2 separate regions of the Sparus aurata genome follow, and region 2 is linked to region 1. A link is a contact called in public Hi-C data. All regions are on one chromosome and are shown on one strand. Each heading gives the region's core, a stretch centred on a gene start, on an enhancer-like site or on the middle of the called end of the contact. The rest is flanking DNA. Distances are from core to core; before and after follow the strand shown. Region 1 holds the start of LOC115594826 (transcription factor COE1-A-like). Region 2 holds the start of LOC115594574 (clathrin interactor 1-like).

Evidence for each region. A called contact is a pair of places that touch in the nucleus more often than the background predicts.
Region 2: a contact with region 1 is called in a Hi-C map of skeletal muscle, with 6 times the contacts expected there. The contact joins the promoter of LOC115594574 here to the promoter of LOC115594826 in region 1. A contact is called at or near these places in 2 of 2 Hi-C or Micro-C datasets (skeletal muscle and an unstated tissue).

What each region holds. Positions count from the first base shown.
Region 1 is chr13:2,958,713-2,966,216 of fSpaAur1.1, forward strand. LOC115594826 (transcription factor COE1-A-like) reads left to right here and starts at 2,816. Exons shown (of 17, transcript XM_030439079.1): 1 at 2,816-3,517; 2 at 4,062-4,218; 3 at 4,904-4,967; 4 at 5,862-5,917. The coding sequence starts at 3,390.
Region 2 is chr13:3,101,947-3,109,450 of fSpaAur1.1, forward strand. LOC115594574 (clathrin interactor 1-like) reads left to right here and starts at 3,020. Exons shown (of 13, transcript XM_030438724.1): 1 at 3,020-3,248; 2 at 6,858-6,931.

The DNA of each region.
Region 1 (7,504 bases), core at 1,566-4,065:
CATCCCCAGACCTCCATCATCCCCAGACCTCCATCATCCCCAGACCTCCACCCTACTGACAATCTGTGGAGCGTCTGTAAAACAATCTCTATGAGGGCGGGCGAGAGTTTACCTCTGAGCAGCACTTCTGGCATTGTCGAAGGAAATACAGGCAGAAACTTTACATGGACGTATAGAAATAAACTCATAAACATTGTATGTACATAATGTTTTAGGGTGATATGAAAGAAGGGCTCCTCTGTTGATGCACGTGATGTTTCTGATTGATAACAAACTTTGATTTTTTAGAAAAATGACCTCCTGATGTCAAAAAATATGACTGACTCCTGTTTTCAATCCTTTTCTTCCGTTTTACAAAATCATTTGGAACTAATTTGAGGAATTAAAATCTGTTTGACTGCTAATTATATGTGCTATTTAGGAAAAGAAAGAACAAAAACAGTAAAAGCATAATTATTTAGAACACAATGTTATTCAATAGATCTGCTTTTATCATGATATGTACTAAAGATTAAAACTTATAACAAAAACCCTAAATTTGACATTAAAAAGGAGAAAAGGAAACAATTTAAAACATGCGAAAAGATTAAAAGAAGCCAAAACCTACATGAAAGAGGTTTTGTTGGTGTAGGATATCAACATGACAGCTGTGTGGTTTCATTCAATCATTCAACCTTTATTTGAATCAATGATGTCGACAGCACGAATAAAAAGAAATAAAACAGAATTGGTGCCAAAATGTGAAAACAAAGAAACAGAATACAAATGAAAAGAAACTGCAGCAAACGACCACGAAGAAACACAAATCAAACAGACGACAACCAGACAGACAGGAAGAAGTTAGAAATGTTAGAAAAGAAAGAGTCTTTTTTCCTTGACTGATGTTCAGAGTTTTAATAAGTTAATAATAAGAGTCTTTAGTTTCATGGAAGTTGTTGAACCAGCTGGACGAAGTGTTTAATGAAGTCTGTTCTGTGCGCAGCTGCAGTACTCAGACGGAAGATGGCGCTGTTGGGCTGTTTTTAGAGCGCGCGGGAGCTGATGCGGGAGACGACCCGCAGCTGGAGGCGCGCGCGCGCGCACACACACACACACACACACACACACACACACACACACACACACACACACTGTGCACATTGAGTTTATACACGGTGTTCATCTTTAATCTTTCGGGCTCCTACAGATTTATTATTATATTTTTTATTATATATTTTTTCTGTTATGATTTAATCTCGCGTTTGAAATCTTTACATTGTGATTTTTAATGCAGATTAAATATCAGCTGATCTTCACAGTGAGCTGTGGACACTGCTGGTATTTGTTCATTTGTCTCATGTTTAAAAATCTTTCAGCATCTTCAGAATAAATTAAATAATATTTCAGGGTTTATTCATCGATAATGTAATTTCCTAACAATTTAACAGGAAACATCTGATTTATTATAAATTATATTTTATAATTATTTATTTTTGTTGCAAGAGAATAAATTGTATTTTTATGTCTAACACCTGAAGCTTTACATTAATAGTTTAATTTGTCATATTTCCTCGCACGAGCCCGCAGAGACAAACCTCCTGTTGGTTTCTATATTTTAATTGTTTAAATTGAACACGTGCTCGGATCGATTCGCACACACACCTCTCTCTCTCTCTCTCTCTCTCTCTCTCTCTCTCTCTCTCTCTCTCTCTCTCTTCTATATGCAGGAAACTGGAGCAGAAAAGACTTTTATTCTCCATAATCAAGGTCAGGAGCGTTTTTCAATAACCTTTGGGAATTAAACCCTGGAGCGGCGCCAGATCGTCCTGCCAATCATCCCCACAGCCGGCTGAATAATACACAAGTTGTTGACCTTTTGCACCTCTGCGGATCGATACTCTGCAGCTTTATGTTATTAAAAATAATTTAGATTAAATAAAGAGTTGACGTGATTATCTATTAATACGTGTGTTTGGGTTTGGATTCCCTCTCGGCGGCGTGATAAATAGTTTGGAATAACAGATGGTGCTGCAGGAGACAAAGCGGGGATCTGGTAGCAATTATCCTCAATTATGTTCATTGTTATTTTGAGCTAATTATTGTTATTGTCGCTTTTGTTTGTGCGTCTTGCGGCGCGAGGCTGCAATAAGGAGGCCCGCGGAGGACAATGAGGAGCAGAGAGATGTTGTGGCTTTTCTATCCGAGCCGGACCGGTTCGTCTAAATTAAACCTCCGTGGAGATGTTCCGGCTTCAGATCAGAACCACAGAGTGTCTGCAGAACATCAGCTGAGCTTCAGCTGTGGGATCAGATCGGCCTGATCGATCTCTTCTTCGTTTCATGGTTGAGAATGAGAAATAATATTGTGTTAAAGTTCCGATCAGATGCTCCAAAAGTAATTCAGTAGTGTGTGTTTAAAATATATATATATATTTTCATAATAAAAGCATGTTTGAGATAATTAATGTGGTTGTGTTTGTGCGTCCTGATGAAGAGCAGCTGAGCAGCTTCCACAAACTTTCGCGGGCGATTTTTAAAGAATAAATCTAATAAATCTAAACATTTGCAGAGAAGAGACGTTTCTGCAAAGTCTTAGTCAAACAAGGAGAGAGGACAGAGGACAGAGGAGAGGAGAGAGGACGGAGGACAGAGGAGAGGAGAGAGGACGGAGGACAGAGGAGAGGACAGAGGACGCAGGACGGAGGAGAGGAGCTCCGTGCCGCTCCACGGCGCGCACCGGACCTCACTCTTTGTTTGGGGGCGTCTCCTCTCCTCTCCTCTCCTCCGGTCCCCTCCCCTCCCTCTCTTCCCATCCCACCTCCCTCCCTCTCTCTCTCCCCCCGGGGCGGGAGAAGCTCGCGTTTGGTTCTCAGAGAGAGAGAGAGAGAGAGAGAGAAGGGAGAGAGAGTCCTTTGGGAAGAGTCACAAAGCGTTTTCCTCAGAGAGGGAGCGGAGAGGCGAGAGCTCGGGAGTCATCCGAAGGAAAGCAGCGCTGCTCCGGACACCACAGAGCGCCCGACGCGTCCCGGACCGCTGGACTGAGGGAGAGGAGGAGAGAAAGCGAGAGAAAGAGGAAGAAAGAGGCGTCAGATGATGATGACATCTGATCTGGGTGATAGCTGATCTCTCTGTTCTGCCTGACAGCTTTAACTGTGGATCTCAAAGCGCTCCAGGAGAGACTTTTCTAACACCTCCTCACTCCTCACAACTCTCCACTGGCGATTTTAAACCCGCGTTTTAAGTGTTCGGACAGTTTTGGACCCGCTACGATGTCCCGTCAGTTTTAACACGCGCTCCTTCAGGACAAGAATTACGAGCCGCTTTGGTTTTTCCCTGCAGCACATTGAGCCCGCGTCGCTTCAGGATCTACAGGAGGACAAGTGCACAGCAGCGAGCCACGGAGGTCTGTTCATGTTTGGGATCCAAGAGAGCATCCAGAGAAGCGGCAGCAGCCTGAAGGAGGAGCCGCTGGGAGGCATGAACGTCCGGAGCTGGATGCAGGGGGGCGGCGTGCTGGACGCCAACACGGCCGCCCAAAGGTGAGCTCTGCCCGGGTGGAGACGGAGACGAGGTGGGGTCTTCTGTCAGGATCCTGTGACCTGATGGGAACAACTCTGGATTTTAACTGCTGCTAATTAAATTTTTTTTCAGCTGTATAATTTAGAGACAACGTGCTGAACAGTTAACAGCAACATGTGCCGGTGCCACTGATTTTTACGCACAGCTGTCTGAGGTTTAATGAAGCCAAAAGGAGGCAAATACATAAATCAGGCCTGTGCTCTGGGTTTACAACGAGGAGATGAATCTTTGTAAAACAGATTCATGGCCACAAAATTCTGATTTCTGATCCAGAAAGCCAGAGATGTGACGAGACCAGCAGACAGACACGTGTGGTTTAATTCTATAAATCAAATAAAACAAATCCTGGTCAAATCAAGAAAATAATAATAATGATAGTAATAATAATAATAATAATAATAATAACAGATTTGCTGCTTATATTTCTTTGCTCTTGTAAACTTGTATCGCCTCCCACGACATTCCCCTCTAACACCGACTGATCCTCCGCCCGTGTGTCCGCAGCGGAGTGGGTCTGGCCCGGGCGCACTTCGAGAAGCAGCCGCCCTCCAACCTGCGCAAGTCCAACTTCTTCCACTTCGTCCTGGCGCTGTACGACCGGCAGGGTCAGCCGGTGGAGATCGAGAGGACCAACTTCGTGGACTTCATCGAGAAGGAGAAGGTGGGGACAAAAAAAAAAACATTTTATCTTTTTTGTAGATTTAACATTTTAATTTTTAAAGGCCTCGTTATTCAGATTATTTACAGAAACACGTGAATAAAACAAATAAATTGCTGTGTTTAACATGTATTATTACTGTTATTATAATCATTATTATTAATATGTTTTAAATCAGATTTGAAGCACACACTCTCTCTCATGAAATCCTTCGATCCAGTTCTTCTTCTGATAAATAATAAAACCTGTTTAAATAGTTTTAATTCGCAGCTGATTGAACATGAACCACTTGTTCCCGAGCGCACTGCGGCGGGCAGCGCGCGCCCCTCATCAATTATCACACCGGTTTAAATTAGACATAATTCACTGTGTGGATTTTTATTCGCCCTCCAAACATAAACCAGTAATTACAGAAGAATTACAGAGAAGAAGCCACAATAACAGCGTGATTACACGCCGAGGAATTACAGAGCTGCTCCGCGTAATGTGACCACCGCGCGTAAATCACGCGTTTGTTTAACGCATGAAGAATTCAATAAGTGAGACGTGTCTTTATTTGTTTATTTATTTATTTTAATCTGTCCTGAAAGCACGTGAATAAACAGCTTTGTGTTTGGTGTGTGTGTGTGTGTGTGTGTGTGTGTGTGTGTGTGTGTGTGTGTGCGCGCGTGTGTGTGTGTGTGTGAAGGAGACAAGTGGAGAGAAGACCAATAACGGGATTCATTACCGGCTGCAGCTTCTTTACAGTAATGGTGAGAGGACACACACACACACACACACACACACACAGCCGATATTCAGATTTGATGTGGGCACACGTGAGGCAGAGGAGGCCAACAGGCTGCCATCCTCGAAACACACAATCTGCATGTGTTGAGTTTCACATGTGTGTAATTTGAACGATTTCTGGCTAAATGTCACTATTTCGCAGCAGCTGCTGAGGCCGCTCCACGGCTTCAGCAGCGCCGCTGGTCCTGGATCAGTTTGTCCGGAGCTGCTGTGATCTGAGTGACAGACTGAGCTGATCTGTGGCGTTCAGGCCCGTCACAAGAAACACTGACAGGATACATCACAGAGCTGATATTATTGATCTTAATGTCACATTTGAAAAAAAAAATATATATATATGAAAACAGACTCGCCAAACCATTTATCAGTGATATCGACTGTAAAGTGTTGACATTTAAATAACTATTAAAGGGTCTAATGAGGTCTGGGTGTTTTATAAAATGTGTGAATCTGCATGAATAAATATTTTATTGGTTCAGAAAAGAAACAAAAAACTCACAGATGGTGAGAAACACTCTTTTTAATTTTATTGACTTCTGACCCTTTAATTCAACCGAGGAATTATGTTATTCTTGACTAATTTTTTGAGCCATAAAAAGATTTTAAAAAAATAAAAAAAAATAAACAAAATTTCACATTAAAAAGTCTGAAAAAAATTAATGTAATTGTGTGTTTCGGAAATATTTTAAAAGCCCATAAAATTCCCAGTTGTTGAAGGCAGGATTAATTAATTACCATCTTTTTTTTTCCATATTTGCTTAATTTGACTCTTTTTCAAATGGAGTTCTGAATGTGGCTCTGCACATCAAATATATGCAAAGTATATAATTCTTCTCTTTTCTTCTGCGTCCCAACAGGCATCAGAACAGAGCAGGACTTTTATGTTCGACTCATAGACTCCATGACTAAACAGGTAAACACACACACACACACACACACACACCTACACACACAAACACACACACACACACACACACACAGAGGTCTGTCACCTCTCCTGTTACCTCTCTGACAATGAGCTGCTCCACTGATCCGCCGCCCTCCTCTGCATGTACTTGCACACACTAATACAAGCGTTTGTGTGTGTGCGTGTGTGTGTTCTGTGGGTGGGTGTTTCCACTGCATGTACCACACACACACACACACACACACACACACACACACACCACATGTCTCCAGGCGTTTCTGCCTGTACTTCTCGCTGTGATTAGAGCGAGGAGGCAGCGAGCGGGTGTGAAGGAACAGCGGTGTGATTCTGCCGCTCACTGTAGGAAGTGGAAAGATGTAACAGCACCTCGGGGATCGGTTGTGCTGAGGAGCAAGGAGGTTCTGATCAGATCCAATTTTGCTGCTAATGTTTGTGTTGTTGTTTATGTGCACCTTCATGAGAGAGAGAGAGAGAGAGAGAAGACAGACAGACGGGTTCAGTGCTCAGTGTTGATCAGGTAAACAGTTAGAGAAGAAGACGGAGCTTTAGGATTTCTGTACGAGAAACAGTGGGATTTCTATCTGGCGTGTGTGTGTGTGTGTGTGTGTGTGTGTGTGCGTGAGTGTGTGAGTGTGTGTGTGTGAGTGTGTGTGCGTGTCTGGCATGGTCCGAGGAGCCAAGAAGCCCCGCTATGCACTGAATATACTCGCTAATGTGACTCCAGTCTCACATTGCTGCTGCCACACTGTATCATATACTGTGTGTGTGTGTGTGTGTGTGTGTGTGTGTGTGTGTGTGTGTGTGTGTGTGTGTGCATGTGCGTGTATGTGTAGTGCGTGTGTGTGTGCCTGGCAGGCCGAAGGGACCACACTGTTCCCTAATAACACTGTTTAGCTTCAGCTTGGTGGGGTGACAGCCAGCCTAACACACACACACACACACACACACACACACACACACACACACACACACACACACTCGGCCCGTGTAGTGGAAGTCCGGAGGTTTAACCTCCTGAACACACACACTCACACTAATGCACACAAATACATGTTCACTCTCGCTGTTGTCTGGAAAATGAACGATTTTTTCTTTTTTTTTGCCGACATGAAAAGGAAAAGTGATTTTTCCTCGAGATGCTGATGCAGGCAGGTGTGTGCTGCACCTGTAGGCATCTTCTTGTGTGTGTGTGTGTGTGTGTGTGTGTGTGGTAGTGAAGGGTTTATATGTGAACGAGAGGAAGAGAAGAACAAATGGGAAACAGCACAGTTATTAAGTGTTGTATATCTGTGTAGACACATGAGCAAAACTGCACATGGAGCAATAAAGCATGCTCAACTCTCTGTGTGTGTGTGTGTGTGAGTGTGTGTGTGTGTGTGTGTGTGTGTGTGTGTGTGTGTGTGTGTGTGTGTGTGTGTGATTCCCAGCGTTAGAGGAATGGAACACTAACAGGTGGTCAAACTAAAACAGTGGTGTGGTTGGCTTAAACGGTCAATGATGTCATGGCCACTGTCTCTCTAACCACACACACACACACACACACACACACACACACACACCATATGAACACAC
Region 2 (7,504 bases), core at 1,770-4,269, 140 kb after region 1:
TGTAGTCAGGATATAGTGTACAACACAGAGTAGAAATACTGTAAAAGTAGCATCAAAGTTTATTGCAAGTATCAAAAGTAGCCCCAAGTTCTAAATTGCATTGTGGGTAATGTAGGCAGCAGGTTTTGAGAAGAAGAAGGCATGTGTGGAATAACACAGATGATTTATCTTGTTCTGCTTTAGCGATTTTTGATCAGCAGAAGAAGAAAGACCAGTGGACTGCTTTTCAAAAACCTGCTGCCTACATTACCCATAATGCAACTTAATCATTGTGTGACATCTCTGGAGGTAATTTATCAGATTACGTTCAGCTTCCTCTGCAGCAAAACATTTTGTACTATCTTCATCACAAAAGTAGTTCTGCTCCCCAAGACCTGTTAACTGATGGAATTACACTTTTACTACTTTTTAAACAATATTTCTTTTATTTGTTATCATATGTTGTATTAATAGTCCCAGTATGCAAAGTGTCTAGTGGTTAAGTTATGAAAAACTACAATATTTGCCTTTGATCTGCAGGAGAGAGAAACAATGTAGCATAAATTATAAAATTATAAGTACAGTATAATAAATATACTTATCTTATTTCCCTTTCTGTGAGTCTTATCTGCTGAGTATGTTTTTACCTTTGTTAAACCACCATGTCTAATAAATGTAATATTGCATCTACAAGTCTGACAGTATAATGGTTACAGTCCCACCAGCGGCCTGAAACTGTGAAAATGTTTAGCAATTCTCAAGTCTTCAAACCTTTAAACAGCTTGTTCTGGTCCAAGTGTGACATAACTGTGATAAATACCCTACTGAGGTCCAGTTCCACCAGCAAACAGCAGGATGACAGTGCTCTCTAGTGGTGAGGTGAGGCCGGGCCGACCAGCACCAGATCCAGTTTTATGATTCAGTCCTCAGCAGGGAGTTAACTGGTGTTTTACTCTGCAGCTGACAAATGTTTTCTTAAAGAAATGTGATAAGTATGCTGCTGTCGCTTCTGCTGCCATGAATAATCCTACTGTGAGGTTATCTCAACATTTCAGATGATTTATGTTTAAGGGATGAGAGAAGAGTTGATCAGTGTTGTGAAACAGCGAGAAGGGAAAACAGAGTGTGTTGATGTGTCTCCAGATGCAGTGACAAAAACAAAATCTGAGGACTGTGGATCTTTGGTGGACGAACGTGCTTCCTTTTGTGTTGTGATGGTGTTTTGTTCAATAAAATGGTGATCTGACAGCCAATCCCCCGACTGAAGAGTGCATGATGGAGTCAAAAGTACAACAGACCTCCATGAAATGTAGTGGAGTGAAACTAAAGAAAGTACTGCGAAGTTGTACTTAAATACGACACAGACACTTTGATGCAGTACTAAACTTTAATCACTGGAGGGAGGCATTTCAATCTGTATGAAAAGCATCAGGCGAAGGTAAAAATCTAAAGATGAGAAAGTCAAATAAGGTAAATGACTGAAGGCTTTGCTATCAGGTCGTCATGGTAACAATGGTAGAGGGATGGGTGGATGGATGGATGAAGGGTGTTGCTCCTCTCTCTCCTCCATCTCCACCCTTCTCCCTCTTTTCTGTCTCCTCCCTCTCCTCTTCCTCGCGTCTTGTTTGTCTCGTTTTAATCTTTATCCTCACATCTTTTCTCCTCCTCTTTTTCACATCTTCATATTTTTCACCTTTGTGTTCAGTGGCTTGGACGCCCCTTCCATTAGAGGAAACACTCTACGGTGCCATAAACGCTGCCAAATTGCATTTAAATTAGTTGACCAGGTTTGACATCATGAGGGCAGCGGACAAAAACAACAGCAGGATACATTTTTCTGTCTAATCTAAAGGGGCAGGTTGTAACGTGACGTGAAAAATGAGACATTCCTCTTCTCTCTCTGTTGCCTACAAGCCTGTGGACAGTTTGTTAAAGTACTTTAATGCTGCTGGACTGTGTATTTCTTTGGTTCAGCTATTCAGCGACAGTCCAAAGGTTGTGACTTTATCCTCTCAGTGCCACAGAAATTCCACAGAGCCGCTTTTAAACTGGGATGGAGGTGTTGTTGTCAAAAGCCTGTATTTCTGTTTTGTCTTGTGCGTACGATGTCAGTGGGTTCACTACGAAATGATAATGAAATAACAAATAAGAGAAAGTTCATGATCATTTCAAAAGAGCACACCACACGTTGTAGAGCTGATAAATAAAGCAAAAGTTACCCATTGAAAAAAAAACAGAGCACAAAGTGTGTGAAACTATCAAGAGACACATCTGCTGAAGTGAAATATAGTTTGTATACTATTGTGAAACAGGACAACCAGCCTGTTTCATCTTTAAAACTGCACTATGTACGTTTTTGAGAAATGATTCAAACTCAGAATTTTCATCTTCACAATATAGAGGTAATAATACAGACTCAGAAATATTTGTTTTTTCGATAACTGAATAAACAAGCTGCTCTCAGAGGAAAATAAAGTCCAAGAACACTGTTTGAAGAACGGTGGCAGGGTCCGCCACATATAAAGAAAGTAAAACAGATTATTTCTTTATTAAACAGACACAGTTCAGTTAACATACACATATACACATATAACAATAACAAAGAGGAAACATTGTCAGGTGCCCAAACAAATAAAATTATATAAAATAAAATAAAATAAAATAAAAGATGTGCGGACGAGGACGGGATTAATACATTTGAAAAATATGTCTGGTATAAAGTCTGGTAATGAGTTTTGTTTTGAAGGTTTGGTTTGGAGTTGGAATGTACGGAAGAGGATTAGGGCCACATGTGAATTTTTTTATCAGAACATTTCATTTGAAGAATATGGATTTTATTAAAAATTACAAACACTGAATAAAAAAAAAAAAAACAGGCATTCTTTTCCAGAGTGCCATAAAAACATAATCTCCATTCAATGGCGCATTATTGCACGACATGTTCTGGTCCACACAGTAAAAACCAGTGAGAGTTTCTTTGCTGAACATGAATATCAGTCCGCGAGCGCAGGCACATCTCGATGTTTCGGTGACGTAGGCAGAGGACGACGTTTCCGTAGCAACTGGGGCCGGACCGTTAACCGCAGCGGCCGCTGTAACGGTACTGACGGAGCTCGTCGAGGAGCAGGGGGGACTGCCGTCGGTAACCGGAGACCACCTGTGTTGCGGGGCGTAGTGACACGGGGGCGACGCAGTATCGAGGCGGCGAGCCCGCAGTTCCGTGCGGAGATGCTGAATATGTGGAAAGTCAGAGAGCTGGTGGACAAAGCGTGAGTACCAGAGCGCAGGTGGAGCTGTTTGTACTAGCTTAACCGCTAAGTGGCTTCCGAGCTAGCCGGCTAGCTAGGCGGCTTTAGCCGGGCAGCATCAGCAGCTTTTATCGCTGACAGAGGAGAGGATACGGGCCGTGACGTCACGGCGATAGCCCCTCAGCTGGTAGCTCCGACTAGCTTTGGCTAGCTGCCAGGCTTCAACCGTGTGGCATAAACAGGAATGTGTGTTCTATGATGCCATCTCACGTTGAATTATTTCCACACTGGACCGCAGAGGCGAGAAAAAAATACGATATTACCAACTGGAAATTCATTTGTTTCCGATCCAGATCGAATGCTATCCAGTTAGCTAATTCCGCTAGCACTGCTAACCCAGGTCGACTCAGGGTGCTGTTTCTGTGAATGCTGCTGCAGAATCACGCCCTGTCCCACCCTGGTGATGCCCGCCACCTCCTCTGTGCATTCACTTTACACTATGTCCCAACTAGAAAGCTGGACACCAACGATAGCAAGCCAAAGCCGCTGGATAATTGTTTGTGGATGGTCAAGATCATGCAAATTAGCATCCAACCATGTCTCACAGTGTTGCACATTGCTACACCGGTCCAACGAGGCCCAAGCCCCCCTGGTCCCGGGCAGCAAGACAACAAAGCTTGTTAGCCAAACAGACCATACAGTAGTAGCTAATGCTGGTGCTGCAGCCTCCCACATTGTTTTGTCTGTCTGAACACTAGACAACGCATGCTTGTTTGTGCTGTGTGTCTTTGTGATTTCTATTGTTACAAGTGTAATGTGCAGTGGTTATTTTAGTGTAACCCAGAGGAGGGAGAACAACAGCTTCAACCAAATCACAAGAATAACTGTGCTGAGTAAAACCTGAAACCACAACAATCTGCACCGCTGCAAAAAGACTAATTCCTGACTTTAACAAGCAGATTTGACTGAGATAACTTACGTAAACCTGTTTCTTGGAAGAAGTTATTTAATTTAATGACTACTTAATGAAAACAACTTTTGATGTGGATGAGGTCTAGGTTTGTGGCAGCTACAACAGGAAACTATCATCACATGTTTCGTACTGCAACAATAACACAATTACATTAAGCGCATGAGAGATCATAGTAGGTTCAGTTCAAAGGTATCTCAAACAGACATCAAGCCTCATGTAAAGTTAAGGAACATATGTGAACTTCCTATATGTATAAGAATAATCATCTTGGCTGATAGTGACTACTGCATCGTGCTCCTCTTAAATGTTGCCTCTAAGCTCTCACAGTTTCTTGTAAGAATCGCTTGATACCTCATTTTTATTTTCATTATCAATACTACACCGTTGAATCTGCAATAACATTATATATAATAATCTCATTTCTGTGTCAGACTGTTAAAAAGTTGTTTGTGTAGTTGTATTTTTTTTTATCGAGTCCTTTATATAGATTATAGAGCTACAGATAGTTGCACAACCTGTTACATGGAATCATCCGCACAACATAAAAAAATTTGTTTAATTTGCACTCTCAAGTTGCACACAAGTTGCACTCTCTAAAAAGCCTCCATTGAATATAGAAGAAGTTGTTTTTGGTTGTGGTTTATTCTGTTTTATAGTTGTGTTGCTAATAAGTTTCAGTTCACTGTCACTCCTTTAGCATTTTAAGGTTTTACAACTGGAGGAAAGCTCATTTCGATTTTGTTTTTGAAATTTGACTGTCATATTTCAGATACATTTCAGTTGGGTTGACATGCTTGTTTACAGAAACAGTAAAGATGCCAAACCCAGTTTAGTCACTTTAGATCACTCTGTCCAGAACAACAGCTGAGCCATAATTGTGCCTTTACAAATTTGTGTTCAGCTTTGATTGATACTTCAAAAGTCGCCTTCTTCTAGGAAGTTATGTTTTCACCCGTGTCTGTTCACGGACAGATCCAGCATTTTTTATTCTCACCTTCTTGGATTTCTTGAACATTTCAACATTTGGTTAATTTGTTAATATTTGTTGATAAATGGATTTTGATTAAAAAATCTGGTGTATTTAGGTGGCTGGTCTCTATGAGTGAGTAAAGAAGGGGACTGTTGTGCCTTGGTGAAGGTATGCACTCTACTGAGTGCCTTTCTGTTATAACTACATGATTGTTACAGTGTTCAGGTAGAAGTTTCTCAGGGTAAACTGGACTGATTTATACAGAGGTTTGCACAGCCCTTTGACAAACATGAGGGGGAATAATCAGTAATACTAATCAGTAATAAACATATGGTACTGTTGACTTAACACCTCTCAGGAAGTTTTAATCAACATAAACATATGTTTCATGAAGGTAGACTTGTGGTGGATTTCGTGATTTCAAACAACACAATCAGGTGATTCCAGCTCGACAGCATCTCATTTAGTTAGTTTTGTGTTCTTCTTTTGTTGATATTTACTCACCTCTTTAAACTATCCAGTTTTTTTTCTGTGTTTTTGGTTAATTAATTGCTGGAGGGTTCAGCTCCCTGTGGGTTGTTATTGTGCACTTGCATTGGAAAGGTTAAATGCAGGCTTACAGTAAATACATACTGTGTGGGTGCTGTATTGGCTCAAAATGTACTGCACTTACTGTATCCACACAACACTAAAACCTTGGAAAAACACTAAAGAAAAACACACTGCACAGTTATAAGGAGAGTACAGTTTTGTACACTTGTGCTTTACAAAATGCATCTTTAATTTTAGGGCGATTGATGGAATCTTGCATATCTTTTTCTCTCTATACCTCTTTAAATATAGATAAGAGTGACAATACAGAAGAGGAGGTGTTTGTTTTTTGTATTTTGCAAGTCACATTTCTATTTTCCACATCTACATTTTCCATGCATGGTGAAAACAAATTCAAAGTAAGGACGCTCACATGAAAAAGTCATATTTTACTTTGACTGCCTGCTCACAGTTGGAGACTCTGCGTTCTCCAGTTGGCTCTGCCTTTTAAAGGACCAATTATACGACAAATGCGATAAGGAAGAAAGAGGAAGCTGATGGAATGAAGCTATGAAGGAGAGATGAGTGAAGAGACCAAAGTAAGAAGATAAGAAGAGAGAATATATCGAAGTAGCACAGACGGAGAGCTCAGCAGAGCTTTAGATGGAGTAATAGACACCAGCTCCCGTCAGCTGTTGGTTGTGCCTGACTGGGCATGATGAATACACTCTATTATTGATCTACCTCAACAGAGCTGGCAACGGCGGCCTCGCTTTTTCCTGCAGATTAAGAGTCACGCTATTATGGAGCTCTCGCTGTCTGTGTCTGTCTTATCTGCTGACAATAACAGTCAAAAGCGGCTCCTGTAATGTACAGATGCCTCTTACTCTCCGTTTGCTGCGAGGGTGGCAGAGCTCAGAGGAGAACGAGACAGAGAGGAAGGGAGTGAGAGCAACTGCTGAGGAATAGAGTGATGACAGGAGTGAAAACTGGTGAGGAGCAGGAGATGGAACAGAAGAAAAACTAATGTGAAGGAAGTAGGAATTTGAGGGAAAAGGGGTGAATGACAGGGTGAAGAGGCAGCAGGTAAGACAAGAGTCATGGCGGAGAGGAAGAGGTGTGATTCAGCTGGAGTGCTTTGATTGTGTTTTTTTAGGCAGGGGTCTGCAGAGCAAGCCGTGTCCATTCAGAGAGACACCAAACACACACAGGAAACAAACACAGCAGCAGGTGAGCCCACAAAAAACAAAGAGGGCAGGAAGCAGGAAGACGTTGCTCATGGGGAGGGTTGGCTGTGTTTACCTCTGCTGCACACACACACACACACACACACACACACATACACAGATGGATATACACACCCTGCTCAACTCACTGTGCTTGTGTGCGTGCACGTGAATGTCTGTCCTCTGAAGCGCGGTGGTCAGAACGGAGGCTTTTAGGAAGCTGTCATTCATTATTCAGTGAGCTGGAATTCTCCTTACTCGATTTTCATTGTGTGTTGTGTGTATGACACATACATGACTGTAGTTATTGTGTTAATCCTGTCCTCCACAGTTATTCTGAGTTTGAGTGTGGGCTGTTTGTAATGCCTCACTCATAAACACACAGTGTGTAGAGAGTGTGTGTAGAGGTGAGATATGATGATGGTGATGCTCTTGCTAGCCGGAGAGATTGTTTGTCATTTAGTAGTTGCCCCCGTGTTGAGCTGTGTAAATATGTGAATGTGTGGGTTTCAAATCGTGTTTTCGGTCTGCGTGACCTATTGAAATGTGATGAGAGAGTGTGAAGGGAATTATTTGC